2 separate regions of the Mus musculus genome follow, and region 2 is linked to region 1. The links are chromatin contacts, called in public promoter capture Hi-C maps. All regions are on one chromosome and are shown on one strand. The core of a region is the stretch at or near the end of the contact, and the rest is flanking DNA. Distances in the headings are between cores, read along the strand shown. Region 1 holds the start of Sap30 (sin3 associated polypeptide). Region 2 holds the start of Msmo1 (methylsterol monoxygenase 1).

The links. Promoter capture Hi-C pulls out the DNA fragments that hold promoters and counts their contacts.
Region 2: a contact with region 1 is called in a promoter capture Hi-C map of pre-B cells, with 2.9 times the contacts expected there. The contact joins the promoter of Msmo1 here to the promoter of Sap30 in region 1. A contact is called at or near these places in 2 of 39 promoter capture datasets (liver and pre-B cells) and 2 of 484 Hi-C or Micro-C datasets (B cells and regulatory T cells).

The regions. Positions count from the first base shown.
Region 1 is chr8:57,485,299-57,491,030 of GRCm38.p6, reverse strand. It overlaps Sap30 (sin3 associated polypeptide), which reads left to right and starts at 3,171. Exons shown (of 4, transcript NM_021788.2): 1 at 3,171-3,779; 2 at 5,396-5,521. The coding sequence starts at 3,465. It overlaps 2500002B13Rik (RIKEN cDNA 2500002B13 gene), which reads right to left and starts at 3,068. Exons shown (of 4, transcript NR_126553.1): 1 at 2,838-3,068; 2 at 564-691.
Region 2 is chr8:64,731,752-64,737,687 of GRCm38.p6, reverse strand. It overlaps Msmo1 (methylsterol monoxygenase 1), which reads left to right and starts at 4,110. Exons shown (of 6, transcript NM_025436.3): 1 at 4,110-4,180.

The DNA of each region.
Region 1 (5,732 bases), core at 1,922-4,421:
AGGCAGGTGGATTTCTGAGTTCGAGGCAAGCCTGGTCTATACAGTGAGTTCCAGGATAGCCTAGGCTACATGGAGAAACCCTGTCTCTAAAAAACAAAAAACAAAAAAACCAAAAAAAAAAAAAAAAAAAAAAAAAAAAAGAATCCAAAGGGAACTTATAAACAAAACAAAGCTGGGTGGTGGTGGTGGCAGCAGTGGTGGTGGTGGCAGTGGCAGTGGTGGCGGCAGAGGATTTCTGAGTTCAAGGCCAGCCTGGTCTACAGAGTGAGTTCCAGGACAGCCAGGGCTACACAGAGAAACCCTGTCTCAAAAAACCAAACCAAACCAAACCAAACCAATCATTGGCGTAGGAAACATACATACACACACAAAAAAACACTATAGAAGGCCTGATGTGTACTGATTTGTAGTCTGAGATGGGGAGAAAAAAAGAAAAAAAAGACATGGGAAACAATACAGCCTAGAAAATCTAATATTGATGTCTTAGGGTTTTATGGCTGTGAACAGACACCATGACCAAGGTGACTCTTATAAAGGACAACATTTAACTGTGGCTGACTTACAGGTTTAGAGGTTCAGTCCATTATCATCAAGGCAGGAACATGGCAGCCCCAGGCAGTCATGATGCAGGAGGAGCTGAGAGTTCTACACTTTCATCTGAAGGTTGCTATGAAAATACTGGAGGAAATTCCTGGAGGAAGATAGAATGAGGGTCTTTAAGCAAAAGCCCACAGTGACACACCTACTCCAACAAGGCCACACCTCCCACTATGGCCACTCCCAGGGCTCCCACTATGGCCACTCCCAGGGTCAAGAATATACAAAACAATACAGTCAGCTCCCTGGCTCCCATAGGCTTATTTAAACAAAGGAGTCTATGGGGGCCACACCTAGACATAGCATAATAAAAGAGTGCTTTTAGTCCACATTCCAAAGTCCCCACAGTCAACAGCAGTCTCAAGAATGTTAAAAGTCCAAAGTTCAAAGTCTCTTCTGAGATTCATCCACTCACTTAACTGTAACCCCCAAAGCAAGACTGGAAACCAGCAGGGCAAACTCCAAAGCCTGCATCTCCTAGTCTGATGTCAAAAAGCCAAATCTCTAACTCCTTCTACATCTTTGTTGACTGCAACAAATTTCTTTCTCCTGGGTTGGTTCCACTCCCTGTTAGCAGCTTTCCTCAGCAGATAACCCATGGCTCTGGCATTTTTGAACATCTTGGAGTCTCCAAGGCAACTTAAACATTACCGCTTCTTGTTCCAGTATCTAGGATCCACACATGATCTTCTGGGCTCTTCCAAAGGGCTTGTGTCACTTCTCCAGCTCTGCCCTCTGTAGCATTCTCTGTAGCAGATTGACTCCACTCCACTGTTGCTGTTGTTCTTGGTGATCATTCTATGGTACTGGCATCTCCAATATGTTAGGGGCCTTCAGCTGCAACTAAGTTTCACCTCTCATAGGCTCTCTTCATGGTGCCACGCCTCAAATCCTTTGCATAACCTCTTCAGTCCTAACCCATCAACAACTGAGGCTGCACTTTCACCAATGGTCTTCCCTGGCCTCTCACAGCTGCTCTTCATGACCCCTTCATACCTTCAAAACCACTACCACTTGGGTGACACTTATACATTACCAAGTACAGCTGCAGTACAGGGTACAAACTTGGGTATCTCGGAAACACAGCTTCTTTTGCCTTCAGAAAACAACTCCCAGACGATTTCACCTCTGTGGTATTGATCTCTTCGTAATCACTGCTAATTTCTTAGCTCCAGCTAGCCAGCATCAATTGTCCTAGTGGTGCCTTCTATTCTTGACTCTAAAGCCAGCCACATAGCCGGAGCACCTGAGTTCTGCTACTTGCTGAGGCTGGAATGTGGCCCCTTCTTATTCTATTACCAACTTTATGTTTTCCAACTCCTTCCCAGCCTAAGCTTAGCTGTCCTGGAACTTGCTCTGAATATTGACCTTGAACTCAGAGATATGTGTGGCTCTGTATCATTAATGCTGGCATTAAAGGCATGTTCTACCATGACTGGATTTAAACTTTTCTCTATTTGGAACTTGCTCTGTTCCAAGCTGGTCTTGAACAATGAAATCTGCTTGGCTTTGTCTCTTTGGATTAAAGGTGTGAAAGCTTGGGCCTAAGTTTTTCATGACCTCTGTGACGATTATATATATATATATATATAATCGTCACTGAATTGGTTGAATCTAAAACAGGCTTTCTCAAAACTCTTCCACTTGAAATAAATTATTTTTGCTTAAGCTTAAGTCTAATAATTATCAGAGGTTCAGGGTTGGCATGGCCACGCCCATTCTTCCACCCCGCCCACCACAGGCACAGGCAAAAATACACATTACGCGAGCACAAACACGTACCCAGGCGCGCACGCGCGCAACCCCCCCCCCCCCCACACACACACCCGCGGCACACACAAGCACACATGTACGCATGCATATGACTCAAGAAAAGAGGTTTCTCGATCCTCGTCCCCTACAGCCAGGGCTAAGTTTTGATGAGTAGTCTGCAGACGTGATACTAGTGTGCTTCCTTTAAATGGTCTTAAACCCTCTTAGATCCGTTTGAAAGGAATCCAAGTGGCAGTAGAGGCGACAAGCAGCCCGATGCCTGCCAACCCGTCGGCACACGAGTATGCCAAGGACCTGCCACGCTCTAGAAGTCAGCTGCGGTATGGAGATGGAGATGAAGGACTCTCCGCCTAAAGAGCGCTAGGTATCCCGAGTTTTCTTTCAATAAATACCAAACAGCCCGTAAACTTTTTCTCACTTAATTCTTACTACCCCCCCCCACCCCCCACCCCCCCACACACACACACCATTAATGCTTCTTCCCAGGAGTCAGCTGGCGGTCTGAACACTAACTTTGCGAAACAAGAGGAGCTAAAACCAGCCCTTGCTCGCAGGAGAGAATAGAGGCGAGAAAACACGGTAAAAGCCTGACCTCACAGTCAGACTTGCCCGGTGCTTGGAATGGAAAAAAAAAAAAACTAGGGGTGGCTCGCCACGCGACGCATGCTGGGATGAGTAGTTTGTCCCGCTGGTCCCGCACGTAATCAGAACAGAGCGCAAGTTAGCTCCTCGATCAAGAACTACCATTCCCGTGGGGCCGCGCGGCAGGTGTGGGGCGGGGCCAGAGGAGGGGCGTCTCCCTCGCGCAGGTTCTGGGGTTGAGAAGGAGGCGGAGGAGCTGCGGTCCAACTGCTGAAGTCTCCATGTGACAGTGAGTGGGGTCTCCTTTCTAGGCGCCACTTCACTCCTGATCACAGTCACAGGACCTGGTAGCTATTCCAGCACCGACAGACCGGCCGGCCCTGGACTCTGGGCGTCGGACCGTGCCGCCACCAGACTTGGGGTGCGGAGTGAACGGCCGCCCAGGGGAAGGAGGCGGAGCGGCGCGGCGAGCGGGGCTCTGTAGCGGCGCCGGCGCCCCCGAACTGGCAGACATGAACGGCTTCACTCCGGAGGAGATGAGCCGAGGCGGGGACGCGGCCGCCGCCGTGGCCGCGGTGGTCGCTGCTGCGGCTGCCGCCGCCTCGGCGGGGAATGGGAACGCAGCCGGCGGTGGGGCAGAGGTACCCGGTGCCGGTGCAGTGTCAGCTTCTGGGCCACCTGGAGCGGCCGGTCCCGGCCCTGGGCAACTCTGTTGTTTGCGGGAGGACGGTGAGCGGTGCGGGCGCGCGGCAGGCAACGCCAGCTTCAGCAAAAGGATCCAGAAGAGCATCTCTCAGAAGAAGGTGAAGATCGAGCTGGATAAGAGTGTAAGTGGCCCAGGGACCGCCCTGCCCTATCCTGCGTGCCTCGCCGGATGGTTGGCGGGGTTCACGAGTCTCGGGGATTGGGTTGCAGGTGGGATTAGTGGTTCTCTGATTGAAACAAAGTCCCTGCAACTCCGGCCACCTTCCCCAGCGCGCGCTCGCGCAGTGGTGCGGGGCTCCTCCGCCCCTCGCCCGGACTCCCGCTGCCTCGCGTGTCTCCCACGCCAGGCTTCCCTCTTCCTCCTTTGCTGCGATCTGGAAACGAAACAAAGGGGACCGCAGCACCGAGGGCCCGGAGTAGTTTTCTCGCAGCCGGGCAGTCCCTTCTGGAATGGAGGCGCCTTTGTTTTGCTGCCAGAGCCGGTGTCTGCCCTAGGGAGCAGCTTCGCTCCTCTAGGGAAAGTAGAGTCTGGCTGGACCCCACAATTCTCTCTCTCTCTCTTTTTTTCCTTTTTGTCTTTTCTTTTTTTCTTTCCTCCTCGTTGTTCTCTTTCTCTTGAACACAGACAAGCAAGCTGAGCTCACCAGTTGCCTTACAGGGAGATAGATGATTGTAAACGTTGTTTGCGGTGTCAGCTCTTCGGGCAGCTGCTCCGAACCAAGGCTGCAAATAAGCCTCTGCGGTTTTACAGCCCTCTCGGCAGCCATCGGGATTTCTTTTTCTGTCTTTATGCACGTCTGCTGTTTTGGCCAGCTATGAGGTTTCAGAGAATTCCATTGCTACTTTTCAGAGCTCTGACTGATGGCAAAGGAAGAACAAGATACAGAACCTCCAGACATCCTGTATATTTTTAACTTACCCTTAGCTTAGAAGTCAATTTAAAAGCCTGTTCATTCGGCCTTTAATTGTAGCCTTAAAAGGGGGGGGGGGGAGAGTGTCAATCAGCTCAGTATTTCCTAGTCCACTGTATATACAGCTCTCAAATCCCCGAGTAATTAATTTTTTTGAAAAGTTTATTTGTGATTCTGTTTAGGCAGGTTTCTCAGTAGGGTCCATGAGAAACTTTGCAAGAGAACATGAATAATTTGCTTTAATTGAAAACACAAAATACAGAGAAATATATTCGCTTAATCCTTAAAAAGAAACCTTAGGGTTCAAATTTAAACATAGGATATGAATTCAATGTTGCATTTGTAAAGAAATGCATACTTTGTACCTGTAGAATTTCACTATCTAACAGATCAATCAGAAAGCATGTACCTACGAGTAATATAATGCTGCTCTCAAGCTAGAGAAAATACAAGGACAAATTTGTGGGCAATGCCACCTCTCCCTTTTAAGTTAAAATCAGCAGGAGCTAACTTATTTAGGTCACCTTCCCTGCAATTTGATGACAAGACCCAGAGAATTGGAATTTTTCTTCCTTTCCTGCCTGCCTGCCTTCTCCAAGATACTACCCGCCCGCCCACCGCTTCCAATTCCTCCCCTCCCCCATTTCCTTAACAGTATCGCCAGATTGCTAATGTTACAACATTTTAATAGTGGAAAGAAACATTGCATCTTCTGAACAGTGGCCTGTTAAGATGATTTTTAGTCAGCCACCTGGGCCTATGCATTTTACTAATACTTAGCTGCAGTTTTTCTGGACTCACAGTCTTTGAAAATTTTTCCTTTACAGGCAAGGCATCTTTACATTTGTGACTATCATAAGAACTTAATTCAGAGCGTTCGGAACAGAAGGAAGAGGAAAGGAAGCGATGATGATGGGGGAGACTCGCCTGTTCAGGACATCGACACTCCAGAGGTAGATGGCAGGCTTTTCCCCATGTTATATGTAAATCATAAGCATGCTGGCAATCCCAACACCATTCTGTAAATATTTGAGCTCTTCTTTAACTGTTTAAAGCATCTGAAAAATCTCAAAAGTTATATACAGTCAGTGAAGATGTATTTATACTAATATTAAATCTCAGACGACATTCTTACAGCTCTTGACATACAACTTCCTCTTTTGT
Region 2 (5,936 bases), core at 2,861-5,360, 7.2 Mb before region 1:
GGTTCTGGGATCAGTGCAGAAGCGGGTGGAAAGATTGTGTGAGCATGAAGAACAGGGAGTTTGCTGTGAGATTATGTCTCTTAATGAGTCAGAGAAGACCCATAAAAGTCTCATTACCGTGGCTGCCTACACAAGACCTCACCAATAAAGGTGACACCAACAGACATGCTGACATGGCACAGGGAAAGCTTAGGAGGCCTCAACTTAAGACCAAGAACAATAGGCAACTAAGGAATGTGGAGATCAAGAGAAATAGTCTTCCTCAAAGAATCCCCACCAATTGGTTTATTCAGTGCCAGATGCTCATTGCTAAAGACATACATACTAACAACATTATGCAGACTTAGTGGGTTGTATTTTTATATTTATGAATATCTGACAACAGTCTCTTAAAAGGTTCTGAACTTGAGAGAACACAAGAGGGAGTATATGGGAGGGGCTGGAAGAAAGAACAAGAGGAGATGAGGTAATTTAAAATGTGTGTGTGTGTGTGTGTGTGTGTGTGTGTGTGTGTGTGTGTGTGTGTGTGTGTATAAAAGGAAGCAGTCTGGGCTTGAGTAAAGTCAAGGCCAGATCTGCATACTTGTTTCTCAAGGGAGCCGTGCTGCCTGCTTGTCTTGAATCTACTTGTTGGCTAAAAGCAGAGAGGTCTAAGGTTGAGGGCAGTAGTGGATATGCTACCAGACAACTTAGTTCTTTATGTCAGGCTCTGTTCCTTGGCTGTGTGTTGTGTAATACTGTACTACCTGATTATGTGCAAAGAACACCTTATTTCAATTTGCTCTTAAGCACTCGGTCTTCTACAGACTCCCATGGCTGCTGGTGCTTCATTTTGGAGCAAAGGTTAGATGGCTGAATAGAGGCATATTTTGGTATCGGGTTTCTTAAACTAAGCCTAGGATTCTCCACTGTATAAAGGAAAGGCTCCAGTGTGTTGAACCCACAGACACAGAAACCATGTCTGTGTCCTGTGCTATGTATGCCAGTTGTGAATTTTAAGAAATTTCTTAGGCTTTGACTCTCACTTTATTATGACAAAAATTAAGACAGTGGGTAGTGTTATGTCACAGAATTTCATAGGATTTGAAAAAAAAGTGCATGTTTTGTGCCTGGACCCCTAGGTAGGTTGCATTTTACTGTGTCCAGCCATGAACTTCCAAGATTTAGGAATAGTTCACAGAGATACATATGATTCTTCTGGGGTTTAATGCTGAGGCTGAGTCCATAACCAATGCTTCCTGTGAACTCTTTGACTTGTGGCTTGATCCTCAACGTCTCACACAAGCTAGGCAGGGGCTCTACCTCCCAGCCTACTGAGCTTGTTAAGTGTACATACTTGCTGAAGTGTCTACTGTTAAAAAAAAAATGGCTAACGTGCTCAATCTGCCCCCACAGTGTGTGACCAGCACTGTCACATCCACGGCCTCGGACAATAGGAGGCAGGGGATCTGGACCTGGGATAGCCAAGCAATGCAATCCTGAACCTGTTAGGTTAAGAGTTACAGCCTATCACCCTGGAACAGCCAATAACCAGGCTCACACTGGCCAGTAGAAAGAGTTGGGTTGGGGAGAGAAAGAATCCTGCTTATACTTAATAGCTGGAGGAAGAATCGCTTAGGGAGCACCCCACTTTCTCTATGAGACACAATTTATCTGACTCAGGCCTAACAACTGAGCTGCAACCTTAACCTCACAAGAGACACGTTCTTTTCCTTTGAGGTGACCTGCCTGCCTCCACACTTTATAAAGAATATGTGAGCTAAAGGCATGGAACACTTAGCCATGAGTACAAGGTACACTGGATTCCCCAGAAACACCCATCAATGGAACTTGTTCAGAAGATCAAGCCAGAATTGCAGGGAAGGGAAGACAGTTAGTTCCATGCAGAAAGGGGGGGGGGGGGGAGAATGACATCTTTCTATAGAAATTCTAGGATAGCTTGCACACAGTGTGCACTTCAATGAAAATGTATACTTTTCATGTAGATGGGAGCAGGGCTGGCCTCAATGATGCCCTTGTGCAATTTTTTATTAAATGATTGGCAGAGGTAGGTGGATCTCTGTTCAAGGCTGGCTAGAGTTACATAATGAGTCCCAGTCTCAAAAAAAAAAAAAATCATGTTAAATACCCCAGCTTGGCCTCATACTCAGAACAATCCTCCTGCTTCGGGGTGGGGGTTGGGGGTACGGTGGGGGAAGGTTATTCTTGTTTTGAGATAGGGCCTCCTCATGCAGCCTGATTGGCCTTGAACACGTTACGTAGACAAAGCTGACCTTGAATTCTGATCCTCCTGGTCCGATCTGCCAAGTGCCTGGGTTACACCACCACAGTGGATATGGTATTTTGTCGTTGTGGTTTTTCTGGGACACCTTCTTTAAGGAAAAGATTGGCTTCCTGTCACCACATTATCTCTAGATAGGCTTTCACAAGTGGTGTAAAAGGAGCCTAGAGCTGTAGTCTAAGCGCTCCTGTCTTTGGGCACTCACACTAGCGTTACACAGGCTTGGTTCTTAGCTCATCTGCTGGTTTAGGTCCAGGTCTTGACACCTAGGGAGCAGATAACTCCCTTGACTTAGAACCAATTTCTACCTGTGGAACTCAGCCCCCTAGAATGTTAAGCATAAACTCTACCCCTGAGCTGCCTTGCCAGGGCCTCAGCATACATGTGCCCCTCCCCCTAGCCTCTCTGAGCTTTGTTCTCAATCTGCAACACGGGAAATGCTGGCATCCCTCAGCTATTGCAGGATCTATATTGCACTAGTACCCTATGGTCCATGTGCAGAGATTTATTAAAAGATAGTTGCCAGGCTCAGTCAGCACAAGCCTGAGCGTATGAGGTTAACCCTCAGCAGCACAAAGCAGAAGGAAGCACAAACTCCCCTTGTGAACACACACTCACAGACAGACACTAAATGAGATAAAAAGAATAGAACTTTGAAAAAAGCTTCACTTATTAAAGTACGTGGGGGGCAAGATGGATGATCCAAGGCCTGAGGACTAGAGGTCAAGGCCGTCCTTAGGTTACGTATCCAGCTCAAAGGCCAGACTATAACTCGAGACCTGTCTTAAGGAAGATCGAAATCTAATACACAAAATTGTCCATTACATATAAATTGTCAGGTTACCTTAATATCATTTTCATATTTATGTCTCAAAAATATTATTAACATGAAAATTTAATTCCTAGTTTTATTAATCTGATTACAATAAATATTAGAAAGTGATTTTTTTAAAAACTCCAGGGTAGCCTAAAAAAAATCCAACTTACATCACTGATTTTGTTTTTATTATTTTATATTATTTGAAAATGTCATCCATCTATACAGTTTATCTTGACCATATTTTCCCCTCATTCCCCAACTATAACTCCCTCAAGCCCCATCATACCTATCTGTCTATCTCTCTGTCTCTCTAGCTTTCTGTGTCTCTGGCTCTGTGAGTGTAAGAAAAAGGATACATTAATAAATTTGAAGAATAAATTTAGTATGTAAAAATTAATTATTTATAATGGAATTCAAACTATTATAACTAAACTATATGATATGTGGACCAGTTTAAAGTGAAAATAAATGTAGTATTCATACTAGTATAAATAATAAGAAATAAGTGTCATTTTCAAAAAAAAAAGAAAGATCGAAATCCAGAATAAACTACAGGAAAGCAAGACCAAAAACTCAAATCAGTCTTTAAAACATATATACCACTTTTTTCCCCGGGTTCTGGATGAAGCCAAGCCAATGTGAGTAGCAAGATGCTACAACCCAGCGCACCCACAGCACTGGGCGCCTAGGAACCCACCGCTTGGTTGCCAAGGCGACGCCGGGTCCGCGCGGCTGCCCCGCCCCGTCACGCCGTCACGCGCTCGCGCGGCGCCCCGCCTCCAGCTGCGCTGCCGCGCGGACGACTGGCTGGCCGCGCGGGTCTCACTATTCTCACTCCATCCGCGCAGCCAATGACTGGCGCCGCTAGGGCTTCGTTGACTTGAGTCACACGCTGCCGGGCCTTAGCACGGACCAATCACTGCACGGCGAAGGCAGGGCGGGAGTGGGGCGGACCAATTACGACAGGCGAGCCGGGGCCCGGCCTCCGGGCCCTGCCCCTGAGCCGGCAGAGGTAGTGAGGAGGCCGCTGCACCTGCCAGGACTTGCGCTTAGACCGCTGTCTGTCGCGGGGACGCCAGGTAAGGCGCTCTCTAGCCTGATCCGGGTGGAGGGCGACTGAGACGGGGACCAGCAGGGTGGTGTCCGGCTGAGGCCGGTAAGGATGCGGTGGGAAGAACCTGGGTGGGCTGTGCGAGACTCCAGGCAAGGAGCCTAGGTTCTCAAGTGATGCAACTGGAATGACAACACTTCCTGCCCTTTAAAGAGTTTGCAATCACCTGGAGTCTGGTTCATTGACTTGAGTCTTAAAAACTTTTTACAAAAACACCATCACCAAGTGGGGGAGTAGGGTGTGTTCTGTGTTTGTGGATCTAGGAAGCTGTCCCAGAGGTATTGTAGGATGTGGCTCCATGTGAGAGAGGGGTGCATGGACGAGAGGTCTGGGCTTCACATTAGGAGAATTACCCGCGCTTGAACCATGAAGGTTTAAACTTATGTTTAAATGGATCCTGACCCTGTGCCTAAGGCTTCTCTAAGCTGCAGTGCCGAAAGAGGGGCTGGGATCGTCAGCCAGGAGTTAAGTTATCCTACGAATACATTTTTTTTTTCATCCTTTTTATTTTTTGAAATCCGAGGATCTAGTCTACCTGATTCAGATCGAATTTCCAGGCAAGCAGGCTGCTCAAAACTGAAAAGGCAGGATATTCATTTCAGCAAAGCCTGCTTTCCCCTCTCCTGTCTGATCACTTTATCTGACACTTTGTTTAAAACTACATGCCCTGTTTTCCTCTCCTCATTACGGAGCGTGAACTTGAGGTAACTGAACGCTGTCTCAGCATTGTGTGGAAGTTGGGAGACTTAGTCGAGGATGCCGAGTTAGAGACTAGAACAGCTCTTTTGGAGGTGATGAAGTTTCTCAAGTTAGGCATTAAAGCGTGTTTGCGATGGGCACCTGAGGCACTGTAGGATGCATTCAAGTTTGATCCAGGCCAGCAGCCTTTTGGGTAATCAGAATCTAAATCAGGATAAGAGTTACAGATGATGGGTATCAACCAGCATTCCATGAGACTAGGAAAAATGTCAAATGGAGAAATGTCAAATCTTGATGGTTGCTGAGTGTGTGGGCGAACACTGGTAATCTCAGCAGGGTATCAGGAGTTCAAGGTCGTCCTTAGTTTCATAGTTTTAAGCCCAACTTAAGACACAGATCTTGAGACACAGAGAGACAGGCAGAGAGAGAGAGAGAGAGAGAGAGAGAGAGAGAGAGAGAGAGAGAGAGAGAGAGAGAGAGAGAGGAGAGAGAGGAGAGAGAGAGAGAGACAGACAGACCTGGGGCACTTTGTGAAATTTTTTTTAAGAGTAAGTTGAGCATACGGATAGAAATAGAAAACGATGGGGAGTGAGAACATACCGCCAGTGTGAGCAGCCTTTTCAGGGGGCCTGGGTAAGCTGTACTCCTCCACTCCCCATCCGTGCAACTTTGTACTGTTATTCATTTATCCTAAGCCTCAGCTCATCATTTGAAAACCAAGGATCATAGAAGTTCCTCTATTTCACAGCGAGGCAAGGGTTTAGCTTAAAATGACAGCATATACTGGGTATGCAGAAGGTGCTCAATAATTGTTAGCTTATTTTAGATGCTGTGTGCCAGGTCTTATGTTCAGTGCTTAACATGATATTTATTGAGGTTTCCTGACAAATTATTATTATAGTATTATTATTAATATTATTGTCTTTTTTTTTTTTGAGACAGGGTTTCTCTGTATAGCCTTGGCTGTCCTGGAACTCACTCTGCCCCTGACTCCCAAGTGCTAGGTTTAAAGGCATTGCAGCACC